3 separate regions of the Gossypium hirsutum genome follow, and all the other regions are linked to region 3. The links are chromatin contacts, called in public Hi-C maps. All regions are on one chromosome and are shown on one strand. Each heading gives the region's core, a stretch centred on a gene start, on an enhancer-like site or on the middle of the called end of the contact. The rest is flanking DNA. Distances are from core to core; before and after follow the strand shown.

What was found. A called contact is a pair of places that touch in the nucleus more often than the background predicts.
Region 1: a contact with region 3 is called in a Hi-C map of leaf, with 3 times the contacts expected there. The contact joins the promoter of LOC107896861 here to the promoter of LOC107896884 in region 3. A contact is called at or near these places in 3 of 34 Hi-C or Micro-C datasets (all in leaf).
Region 2: a contact with region 3 is called in a Hi-C map of leaf, with 1.6 times the contacts expected there. The contact joins the promoter of LOC107896860 here to the promoter of LOC107896884 in region 3. A contact is called at or near these places in 6 of 34 Hi-C or Micro-C datasets (anther, callus and leaf).

What each region holds. Positions count from the first base shown.
Region 1 is chrA10:89,745,743-89,750,124 of Gossypium_hirsutum_v2.1, forward strand. LOC107896861 (alcohol dehydrogenase 1B) reads left to right here and starts at 1,387. Exons shown (of 8, transcript XM_016822158.2): 1 at 1,387-1,849; 2 at 1,938-2,073; 3 at 2,249-2,318; 4 at 2,407-2,500; 5 at 2,724-2,937. The coding sequence starts at 1,564.
Region 2 is chrA10:89,702,167-89,706,226 of Gossypium_hirsutum_v2.1, forward strand. It overlaps LOC107896860 (U2 small nuclear ribonucleoprotein A'), which reads right to left and starts at 2,710. Exons shown (of 8, transcript XM_016822156.2): 1 at 2,424-2,710; 2 at 2,297-2,337; 3 at 2,070-2,199; 4 at 1,748-1,953; 5 at 873-1,046. The coding sequence starts at 2,505.
Region 3 is chrA10:89,530,186-89,534,528 of Gossypium_hirsutum_v2.1, forward strand. It overlaps LOC107896884 (transcription factor MYB16), which reads right to left and starts at 3,081. Exons shown (of 3, transcript XM_016822182.2): 1 at 2,667-3,081; 2 at 2,449-2,578; 3 at 882-1,916. The coding sequence starts at 2,799. The coding sequence ends at 1,124.

The DNA of each region.
Region 1 (4,382 bases), core at 137-2,636, 210 kb after region 3:
CGTTTGTAAGTTTTCATCCTATTTACTAGGTTAAAAACATGCTATTATTCTTGTATTTCTATAAAGTTTGAGATTTAGGGCTAGTTTGGCAATGCTTTTGAGAAGTGCTTTTAAGAAGTGCTTTTGAAAAGTTTAGTTTAAAATTTGAGTATTTAGCATTGCCGTAAAAAAGTACTTTTGAGAAATAAAATGTCCATTTTAGACATGTTATTATCAAGTAACAAATATGTATTTAAATAATATTTAAATTAGTTAATATTATTATATTTTATTAAGAATATAAAAAAATGATTATAACTTGTTGTTTATATTTTAATATATGAAATATAAATTTTAAATATTTTTAAGCAATTAATATTAATTATTTAGAAAATTTAATTAGAATATATAAACTATATTTTAAATATTTAAATATAACCATTAAATATTTATAATTAGTATTTTAAAAAAATATTTTTTTATTTTTAATTAATAATTTTAACACATTTGTAATTAACCACCAAGAAAAAAAAAGGGAAATACTATGTTATTAGAGGTGAAAAAGTAATTAAACACTAAAAGTGCTTTTGGGAGAGGAAAAGTTAAAAATTTTAGCTTCTCATTTTCAGAAGAAATAGCTTGTTTAGCACCGCTTTTCTTCTAAAAGTGCTTTTAAAGCCAGAAGTACATTTTTTAAGCACTGTAGAACAGGCCCTTACTCCTATATGTTATAAATTCAATTTCTATTTTTTTTCATTTTAAAAACCCTAATTCAATCATTATAATTGTTAGTAATTTCCATCAAATTTTGTCAATTTAATATATTTATTTCCTATTATTCATATACTACGTCATATGAATGCAGTTTAATTAACATATCAAGTTAAAAAATTTTACAGGAAAATACTAACAAGGATAATGATTGGATTGTGATATTCTATTCAATAAAATATATTTATCAAACCAATTAGTTGAATTAATACCAAGTCATTGGATAAGTTTGAAGGTCTTGTTCTAAGTTATAAAATTAGCTTTAATATCAAAATCGGAACATGATCCATTTAAAAAAAAACAATATAACAAATATTACATTTTTTTATATATTATATAAATTATACCATATGAAAATAAAATCTATTTTCTCAAAAAAAAACTATAATATTATATCAATTAAATAAAAATAGATAAAATTGTAAATCAAAAAATATATATTTATTTTAATTATACTTATTCTTTTTAACATAATAACTAAAAATATTCTTAATCTCTCTCCAATCCCTAAATAAAAAAATAATAAGTTTGAATACTATTGCATAATTAAAAAGATTTGAACAACTATAGTGGTAGGAATACTGGTATCTCCATTATTATAGTACCACTTTTTTGGGTAGGTTTTTCTTTCACGTAAAAAACACGTGATGACGAGGATAATTATCCCAAAAATGGTGACGTGGCGGATGAAACTCAGCTAAGACCTTAGGATGGTACTAAGTCAAAACTAAGAAGTCCCATCCACTGTCCCACTCCATTCCACTGCTCCGCTCGCCGATTGTCAACTTCCACCACTAGATCACAAGAATAATAATGGGTTTTCCATCAATTTTAAGTCGGATTGCCATCTCCAGGAACCTGCTTTCCTCTAAACCCACCAATCCTACCATCTTATTGTCCTCTCGTTGGTTTTCGAATCTCGTTGCTAACAACATCGACAAGGCGGAGAGGAGCCTACCATCATCTTCGGCTGCTTATCATGTCAGCTCTGGTGGATATATGCGAGGGACCGTCTTCTGGGAACCTGACACCCCCCTCACTATTGAAGAATTTCATATGCCTCGTCCAAAAGCTGGAGAAGTTCTTATTAAAACCAAGGGTATTTTTCTTTTTTTCTTTTCTTTTTCTTGTGAAAGGAAACACCAAGATTTGAAATGGGTCAACTCCATTGGGTTCTTTTGTTACAGCCTGTGGAGTATGCCACTCTGATCTTCATGTTATAAAAGGCGAAATACCATTTTCTAGTCCTTGTGTTATCGGGCACGAGGTAACGGGGGAAATCGTTGAACATGGGCCACTTACCGATCGCAAAATCATCGAAAGGTTTTAATTACATTCTTTACTTCTACTGTGTATAGAATGAGATCACTTCTTTTTCTTGCATTCATTCATGTTCTTTGCACATTCTCATTAAGTTATGCCTGTCACAATTGTTTTTGGTGGAGATAGAGATTGGCGGCCGCATGGACTTTATAATTTTCATTTTGGTTGTTCTCAGATTTCCAATTGGATCTCAAGTGGTGGGAGCGTTTATCATGCCTTGTGGTAACTGTTTCTTCTGTTCTAAGGTACCCTGCTTTGAGATGCTATGCTTGCATTTCAATTCAATTATCACGACAACTACAATCTTTTTATCATTTCGTTTTTGGGAGATAGGGCCATGATGATTTATGTGAAGACTTCTTTTCCTATAATCGAGCGAAGGGGACCCTTTATGATGGGGAAACACGGCTTTTCCTCCGCAACAGTGGTACTTTTATTATTAATTTTCCTATATTATGATGAACCTGCTACATTTTCTCTCAATGAAAGCATGGTTATCCGGAATTTTGTCTATGTGCTTCTTGATTCTTGAATGCCTTTTAACTGCAGCGTGTCAACCATCTTACGCATCAGTTTGCTCTTTTGCTGTAACTTTATCTGCATACTATTGACATCATTGTTGAATAACTGAAGTTATGCTATTTGTGTAGGAAAACCGGTATACATGTATAGCATGGGAGGCCTTGCTGAATACTGTGTCATTCCAGCACATGGTTTAGCTATTTTGCCAAAATCATTGCCATACACTGAGTCTGCAATTTTAGGATGTGCTGTATTTACTGCATATGGTGCCATGAGACATGCGGCTGAGGTCTGCCCTGGGGATTCCATTGCTGTGATTGGAGTCGGAGGTGTTGGTTCAAGGTACTTATATATTAAGCTGATTTTGAAACAAGATAATTGGTTTGACTAGTCATTTTGAAAAAGTCAGTGTGTTTGTCTTCAATATACAAGGTGTAAAAGGCACCTAGGAGTCCTAAGAAAGCATAAATGATAGCATAACTGTTAGAGGATAAAGATAGATGCACACCATGCATATGGATTTCAGGCTAACTTATATATTAAGTTGTACAGGAATAAAATGGTTGTTAAAGCTATTTCCAGTTCACAAGAAGCTTAGCACAAAACAACGAGAGATTTTTAATTATGTTAAAAATTCATGGATGAGAAACCGAACTTAATCCAATCTTTAAAGAAATTAGCTGAACACCTGAACTGGCATATCACCAGAAAACCTTAGAGTATTCTGTTGGCTTCTTCTATTGCCAACTTGGAAATAATATTATCGTATCTTGATTATTGGCAATTATATTTGTACTGTATGTCTTTTGAATCTATGTTGCAAGTGAAGTTTACCTAGTTAACTTGGAAGCCATTTCTCACTAAATGTGATTCTTTACTATTTGTATTTTGGACCTATCTCACAAATAAAGTGTTTTTGCACAAAAAGCAAATTAGGTACTCCTACCATCTATTTTCAGAAGTCCTTCACGGGGAAATAAAATGAGAAATTGGGTCAAATAATGGCTTTCTAATCTCGTGCAACAAGGGGATTTTGGACCAAAGGTTATTTACTCTAATAATTAATATTTGGTTAAGGTTTTTGGACAGTGCTTCTAATATGTTAGTTTTGCACATCGCTGAGGTAGGGTGTACTGTGTATGAACATCTCTTAACATGGAATGGACATCCGTTCTGCTCCAATTTATCTTTTCTGTCTCTTTTTCTTTCCTGGTTACGGTGGGCAGTGAACTGTTTAGCTGGGAGCAGCAAGGGAGGGAGAGGATGCAATAGCATAGAACTGCCAAGAAATTGTTAGTTCATTGGGAAAACTTGCCATTTCAAGTCTTAATTGCCGAAAATGTATTTTTAATCCGTATTAGTTGATATCAGAAAAAATTTATTATAGCTGGATTGACAACTAAGTCCCGGAATCGTTAAAGATTAAAGGTGACAACTAACAGCAGCCTCCAAATATTAAGATCTATGAATGATGTTATACTAATGTAGACGGCCAAAACAGAAAAGATTTTGTGCAAAAGCTAAATGGTTTTAAGGTTTTATGATGGGTAACAATTTAAGGCGTGAGAAACTTGAGCTGGGATTAGGATATTGTGATTCTGTTGCTGAAATTTGAAGAAAACAGGAAAAAGGCGGATTCGGAAAGTCATGATCAGTAGCATGAAATAGCTTTGAATATGACTCTAATCTAATTAGAGTTTCTAGTCTTGGAATCGCGAAGTATCCGTCATGTAAAATGTCTTACACCTAACAAAACCATTACTCAGTAAGAACCGTGTGCCATATAA
Region 2 (4,060 bases), core at 1,460-3,959, 170 kb after region 3:
GAAGGTAATGGCCATTGGCCTAATAAATCTTTTCCCTTGTTTAAGTTGAATTTTATTTAGTTAAGAGTGATTCAAAATAATAAGACAATTAAATTATTTAAATTTTAAAATTCAAAGTGAGCAAATATCAAAACTAATGTGTATTTCTAAAATGAGAGCCTTTTTACCTTTTAGACCAAACCTCAAATGAGAGTCTAAATACTTTGTTACTTGGACTCAAGAGCGTGTCAGATATGGGTATGTATCTAACACGGGTATGGTAAGATCCATCTAAGTTTCTCCACGTGGAGGATCCTTACAGGATGTACCTCCATATCCAGGGTTTGGTTATGAGTGTCAGACACAAATACCTCAAGAAAAATGAAGATTTGGAGCATCAAAGTCTAAATATACATCATAATATATAGCAAAGTATGGTAAGATCTGTGTTTTTTCCATGTGGAGGATCCCTGCGGTCTTACCTCCATACCCAAGCATCAGATATGAGTGCCAAACACAAATACCTCAAGAAAAATGAAGATTCGGAGCAACAAAATCTAGATATGCATGCATCATAACATATAACGAAGTTGGCTGAGATTCTTGTTAGGCAGTTCAACTATTATGCTCTTTTGAAGTTTCTACCACATATGTAAATGGTATCCAAGCATACTTTTCAGTGAGCAACTGAGGTAGTCAGAAGGCAGGTTCTTCCATTTTACCCTTAATTTCTATCATTTCTTTTATTTCATCCTGTCCCGGATAAAGTTCTCTCAAGTCCCTCTAAGATGCAAAAGCCAAACACATTAAAAAAAATAACCATTATGAAAACTAAAACACTATCAACTTTATTATCCTAGATTCAAACTAGTATTATGAGGAAAAGGCAATACCTTGATAGCTAGAATTTGCTCAGGTGTTGGGGCAACCACTTTTGGCATCTGTTCTTCCTCTGCAACTTCTGAAACATTTGGTACCTCTTTTGGTGCAACTGTCTTTGTAGATTCTTTCTTTATTTCCTCTTCTGCTTCTTTAGATGCAAAGAGATTTTCAGCTTCTAGTCTCTCCTGTGACCCATGAAGCATAATTATGAGAAAAATAATTCATATAATAGTAATACTTGCATGAGGAATAGAAACTACGAAAATCAGAACATTTAGCCCCCCACCCCTACACCCACCCTTTCTTCCCCACCGACCCAAAGATGAAGAGAAAAGAAATGCTTAAGTAACATCAAATAAATACTTCAATCCTATAGTTTCAATCCTATAGTATAGTGTTTATTTGAGAGATAAGTTAAAGATGAGCAATACTAGACCATTAGACTAAAAGAGAGATTTGTCATTTTAAACAAAAATCCAAATTCGGGATGTATTTTCCTAGTAATCAGAGCACCAATGATGAAGACGAGGCCAGAAAAGAATAAGAAGAAGAACTAAGATACCATTCTAACATCTAATAGTGTTCCATCGATTATCTAATTCTCAATCAGTCACCACATAACAGCATTACGTGAACCTACACGTGCTGCTGCAAAATATATATTCAAACCAAACCATGAAGTAATTAAACAATGTCAAAAAGGAAGTTCAGATTTACAAAGCTAAAGGCTCAGTCAGGCAAATACTATCAGGAGAATAAATACAGGTATGCTGCCAGAAGTTTCTCAATTAAACACAGCAATTTCACATAGGCAACAGCAAATGCATAACATAACAGATTAAAACCGTATAAAAAGACAAAATAATAGTTTAGCATATCCAATCACCTTAGCTTTGACTTTCTTGAAATCCAGAACACGGAGTGATTTGAGTTTGTGAATCACATATAACCTATAATTAGGTTTTTTTGTAATATTGTTATCCAACAGGCTAAGGAATTGCAGCTTAGGGAGTGATGAAAGAGGGTCAATCTCCACTAAGTTCACCAGCCGGTTATTTGTGAGAACCAACGTATGTAAATTTGGCAAGAACTCTGCAAGAAAGGGAAATGTGAACAGCATAAGAGCCTTCCTACCAAGAGACAACATCAAAAGGCAAAGGGCACATGCTAAAGTACAAGGGAAATTGAAGTGTTGATTCAAAGCTTACCCCCAATATTGGGATTGATACGAGTAACTCGGTTGTTGTTTATAAGTAAAGTACCCAAGCGTTTAAGATAAGGGAAGTTGTCCAGCTTCACAATCTCATTGTCAGATAAATCTATGGTATCGAATTGGTCCTATCAATTGAGCAAATGTAACAAAAAAAAAAGGAACCCACCAGTAAATTAAAGCTATGAATGCACTAAAAATTGACACAAACAAAGTAATACACACCTCGGTAGCACCCAAGTTTTCGATTACAGCAATTTTGTTACCTGAAAGGGGAAAAAGGAAAGAAAGGGAATTTTGAGAACATTATTATGAGGGTTAGGGTTAGAGCGGAAGAAGGGAGAAGCAGCACCTCGAAGATCCAATTCTCGCTCTTTGAGGGCATTGAAGAAGTGAGGACACTTCCAAATCAAGTCGGCCGTGAGCTTCACCATGCCTACCTACTTCCTTCTTTTCTATGTTTTTGCTCTGCTAAAACCCTAAACCACCGCCACTTTCTTTGTTCAATGAGGCGTTGCGTTGCGTAAGTGTGGGAGCGGCGAGTCGGAGTCGGCCACTTTGCGCCTTTACTCCTTAAAATTCATTTCTTTTGGTTCCGTTTTCATTTTTTTCACCCGCTCTTAAACAGCTGTTAAAACGACAACATTTTGTAGCCACTAAGAGGGCTTGGTTATCTTTTTTCTTTTTTCTTTTTTAACAGGAAACACCATAAAAAGCCATGCATTTCATTGTAATTTTAACTTGCAATTTTAATAATATGATTAGCAGTTTTATTGTAGTTTCTAAAAATATGTCGAAAATGTACTTTTAAATCACGATTTAAGAAATGATAAATCAATCGTAACTCCGAAATCCTATTATTTGCCACAATGCCATTAAAATTGTTTTCACTCTCATGTTGTTTTTAGTCCTTCTAAAATAGCTCTTTCCTCGACCTTGAACATTGGTTCCTCTCCACCTCTAATTTAAGCAGGCCCATTAGAGACTGAGACTGCTCCATCAGTATTTAGCTTAGTCCACCCTCTCTCTAGTATCATCCAGCCTTCACATCTTATTCTTTGGTCATAATAGACTTCACCTAACTTTAAATTCTTAAAGCTTGTAGCCCAAGCCACACTTGTTCTGACAACATCATCAATATTGTTGTAGTTGTTATTGAAAATAAAATTGTTGTGACTTTTCCATATAAGTGAACACATTATTGCAAACAGGGTTGGCCACTCATCATTATCCTCAATTCTCCCCAAGCTTGTCAAGTTCCAAACAAATTAATCCTTTAAATTGGTAATTTTTTTTGGTTAAAAAGCATTTTTTACAATAAAACTAATATTAAATAATTTACATTATAAATCACTTATGGCAATCCTTTCTGTCTCCTTTATTACAAATAGAAATAATACAGTAATTTACATTATAAATCACTTAATTTAGCATTAATTTTTATTTAAGTCACAAATTTATAATTTCATTAAATATATCACTAAACATTAATTATTAACAAATTAAGTCACTTATATTTAATGTTGTTCGGACCGGATCAGTTGATTGGACCGATTAAATCGGGAACCGATCGAAGTACCGATCCGATTATAAAAATTAGATAGGTTGAACCATAAACCAATACAAACTAGTTGAATTGAACTAAAAAAATCAATTTAACTAATTTTTCACTAGTTTTAATTTTTTTATACATTTTTTATTGAATTATTTAATCAAGTATGACAAATCAATCAAACCGGTCAAACTGAAAACCAATAATCTAAATAATTTAATTACTAATCTCATTCTAAAACCTTCCTTATACTTAAGTAATTCTAATGGAAAAGTTTACTAGGAATGCATAAGTGACTTAGTATAGCATTGGATTATGTTTAAAATATTATCGTATGCATATTAAGGTAACTTTTTACTCAATAAAATTAGCATAAGTTACATAATCTATAATAATGGAAGTTCAATTATATAAATTGATCAAATTAAATATTTGTG
Region 3 (4,343 bases), core at 1,831-4,330:
AATTTGTTCCTATTAATGTGAAAATAAAATTAATACTTTTGAATGTTAAAATTGAAAAATTAATACAAGTGGAAAATAAATATGTTTGTGCAGCAACAAATGATTATATATATTAAAAATGTGAAAATCTAAGATTATTTAGATGAAGATAAAGATATATGAACATATATACATTTAAAAAAATACCTTTATAATAACGTTGAAAATGATTAAAAAAGAAAATACATTAAAATGCAAACTTTTTTGAAGTGTTTGGCAAAAAAAAGGAAAAAAATTGGTAGGTTACATAACTTGCTTTCCTTAGTATTATCATACTCTTTCAACTTTGCCACCTTTTTAGAGTGGTGCAATCGTGCACCAATGTTTTTTTAATCATTATCCATTACTAAATATTCTTCATTATTTAGTTTCATTGTTGAATAGACAACGCAATTCTCAATTTTCAATTCAACATATTTCTCCTAAAATCCGTTGATATTATTAAAAAAAAACCTACGGATTTTAAACATAAATTATATAGAAAATATCAGAAAAAAGAAATTACCCATTGCTGGTTTGTACGAAAAATATTACAACTGCTTGTCATATAGCAAGCAAATTGACGTACCAAATTAGATGTAGTAATTTCAGACAAAACACCATCACAAAAAAATAATTAAAAAAACATTGTAAAGTAAAAAATAAATATAAAGTAAACCTGGAATTGCAATTTGATGAATGTAAAATGATGTGACCTGAAACAGCCAGCATTAAAGTCAGTCATAAATACATCTCTTTGTTTATTTTGGACTTTTCTACATATAAAAAGAAAAAGGAAATTAAATTTGAGGGTAAAATGATATGAGGTAGAGAGATTAAAAAATATGAAAAAGAAAAAAAGGTTGAACTGAAATATCATTGAATTTAACTCAAACATGTTAAACCCTCTATCAACTTTAACAAGACTAAAATTGAAAAGCTACCAGTGTACATTTCATTGTTTTGAAGGAGTGGTTCCTCAACGCTGTTATACTTTGGGGGCAAACGTTTAATCATCTGATGGGGGATTTCCAATATTTAAGAACAACTGGAAAATGTAATTAATGGCTCTTTTGACTTAGGCCAAAAGGCATTAATTAATTGTTTAGAACATTGGTGAATCCGATGGGGAAGAATTCACCAAATCAAGAATGCTGTTCCAATAATTCTTGTTATCTTCATAGTGATCATCTCTGGCAATACCATCACCGCTGTTTCCATCAGATTCTTTGCCACTATCTGATAAACTGGGGTCGGTGGAATCATTGAGAAGAAGGTTAATGAAGCCATCCTCCATTGCGTTTCCAATATCATTGAACCCATTCTCCATGGCCAAATTAGTTGAACTTCCAAAGCCTTTCCATTCTTGTTCACCTTCTTGTTTGATCTGAGATGAAGCTGATGCAGTGCCAACAAAATCTGGCATACCCATTGAACTCAATCCAACCCCATTTTCTGAGGAAGTAAGTGTTGATTTGGGAGATTCGAGGTCACCAAATCCATTGTTTACAACACCATTATTAACTTCACTGGATTTACTCCACCCGGCAGTACTGTTCCAAGCTGTCTTATTCACAAGCTCACCGGCTGAAGAAGCAAAAGCTGCTGTTGGTGGACGAGTCAGGCGGTGTTGAAATGAATGTGAATGTGAACGTAGCTTTGATTCTCGAACCAATCTAGCTTCAGCTTCAAGCCTAGCACTTTCCCACTGAGCCATATGGCTAAGGTTTGCTGCACTCTTGGATTGAGAATCAATGGAGAGTAAAGCATCAGATTTTGGCTTGTGAGTGATCGGATCAATCCCCAATTTGGCTAACCTTTTCTTAAGATGAGTATTCCAGTAGTTTTTTATCTCATTATCTGTTCGCTTTGGCAAGTGAGTGGCTATAGCCGACCACCTGCAGACACAAGAAAATACAACCCTTTATCCAAAACCAAGATAAAAGAAACCGTCAACTGCCCACAAAACAGTTTCTTTCGATGTTTCAATCATCTAAAAGATAAAAAAAACAAAACCATTGATCAGATAGACAAGAAAATGACGGAAGAAAAATGAAAACAAAAAACTGATTTGCGAGTTAAATAAAACCCATTAGTCTTTTAAAGATACCATACTATAAATAAAGAAGGGTTTTATAGGTGATAGGGTAGACTGGCAGCAGTTCAACGTCTAAGTAACTGTGTCCGGCCATTATATACAAATATATATACAGCTGAATCCAACGAGATTTTTAACTTAAACTTGACAACCAAATATGGAAAAATAGGTTGAGAAATTGAGAACACCCAAGTTCAGAAAACAAGCTATGTTTTTAAAGTGATAACGGACAAAAACTCTGAAATATATATTCAAGGGTCTTGATGGAAAAAGAAAAGAAAAAAAAAACTATCATTTCTGACTAAGCAACATTGTGATGAAATTTTCTTGACCTGTTCCCTAAAAGGGCATGAAGTTGAATGATAGTTTGCTCTTCTTGCATGCTAAACTTTCCTCTCTTAATATCAGGTCTGAGATAATTAGTCCATCTAAGCCTGCAGCTCTTTCCACATCTTTGAAGACCTAAACAGAAAGTAAAAGAAGAAAATTTGAGAACGAGAGAGGAATGAGAATGAAGTAAGCAAGAAAAGTAAGGCTAGGGTTTAGTCACCGGCTTTGGCCGGCAAGGCACGCCAGCTTCCATGACCATGTTCTTCAATGTAAGCTAAGAGTTTCTGATCTTCTTCTGGTGTCCATGGTCCTTTCTTCAACCCCACTTTGTCACAGCAAGGTGATCTCCCCATTGGGTACAATATAGTGAAATTAAATGAGAAAAAAAAAGAAGAAGAAATTTAAGTTGGGTTCTGTTTTAACAGCACTCTTACTTACACAAGATATGATAAACTTGTGTAAGAGTGAGAGAGGAGGAAGCTTGTGTTTGTAAATGAAGAGATGGGCAGAGAAGAAAGGTACGCCAAATAAATGGGATGGTCAGAGTATATGCTAAAGTAACATTTGCAATGAAGAATTTAAAACCCAACTTTAGTTAACATTACTTCACTACGAAGCTTTGCCTTACTTGATTCATAGGGCATCCAAAAATTGTCCCATTTATGTATGGCCAAAATGGAGATTTCGAAGGATTTTTGGGTCCTCACAATTAAGAAAGCAAAAGGGTACAGTAAATGGTGTGGGGTCAGATCTAATATTTCAAGTCTCTCTCAAAATTTTCTTACATTACATTACTCACTGTGATGTGACTTCTTTAAAATTTTGACCCATTTTTTAAGATGTATTAATTAGCTACTAAAGTTGAATTTCAATAAAAACAAAGTATTTTAATAATTCCAGCTGCTTTTAGATTTATTGAAGGTTAAATGTTAAAGTTGTAGGCAATTTGGTAAAGAAGCCCACACACACATATGTATAAGAAGAGTGTTACAAAAATATTACCGTAATCATTTGATTAGGAAAAGGGTTGAGTTGGTTCTCAATTATTAATTAAGTTGTAATTGAATCAACAATTGAAATATTAAAAGTAGACACGATTGATTATTCAGTTTGAGAATTTGTTTTATATTTATGAGGTATTATTTAAAGAGTAATTCATTATATATCAACAAAATAATACGTGATTTAAGTTCAACTCATTTATCAAGCTGTAACTTCATTCTTATACATTAACAAAGATCACTCTCCCCACTAAGTATTTCTCTTAGAAAACTTAGCTACAAGTTAAACCTCATAATAGTTTGATTACAATGTATTTACATTGAAAATAAGTTTCTAAGATGAAGTAGATTTGAGCTCTCTACAACTTGTACATAATCAAGTAAACAAGCCTTCTTTAAATAGGCATTTTTGTCTTGCAAATCTCTAACTAGTGTGAACGATATATGCTCTTGTAATTGTGCTTCAATTAGACTTCTATATGGCATTAAATAAGCATTTTTTTCATTTATTGGACTTCTATAGAAATTGGATCTCATCATATATGATAACTTGATCACATGCAGAATCTTCAAATGAAGTCCTGTAACACCCTTTACCCGTAACCCACGTCGGGGCTAGGTACAAGGCATTACCTAACTTGATCTCATGCATACAACCCATCTTAAATTACCGAGACTCAGTCCAAATTAAAACTTTTCAATTTCTACTTTAATCATCTTATTATGGGCCTAAGAGCCTCAAATTGATCATTGAAAACTATTCGAAACCATTTCGGGTCCTTAAACCAACATTAGGAAATTTGCTTTTAAAACAGGGCATACGCCTGTGTGGAAGGATAACATGCCCGTGTGACCATTTCAAGATGGTTGTGTTGATTGCCTGTGTGGCTCGCACG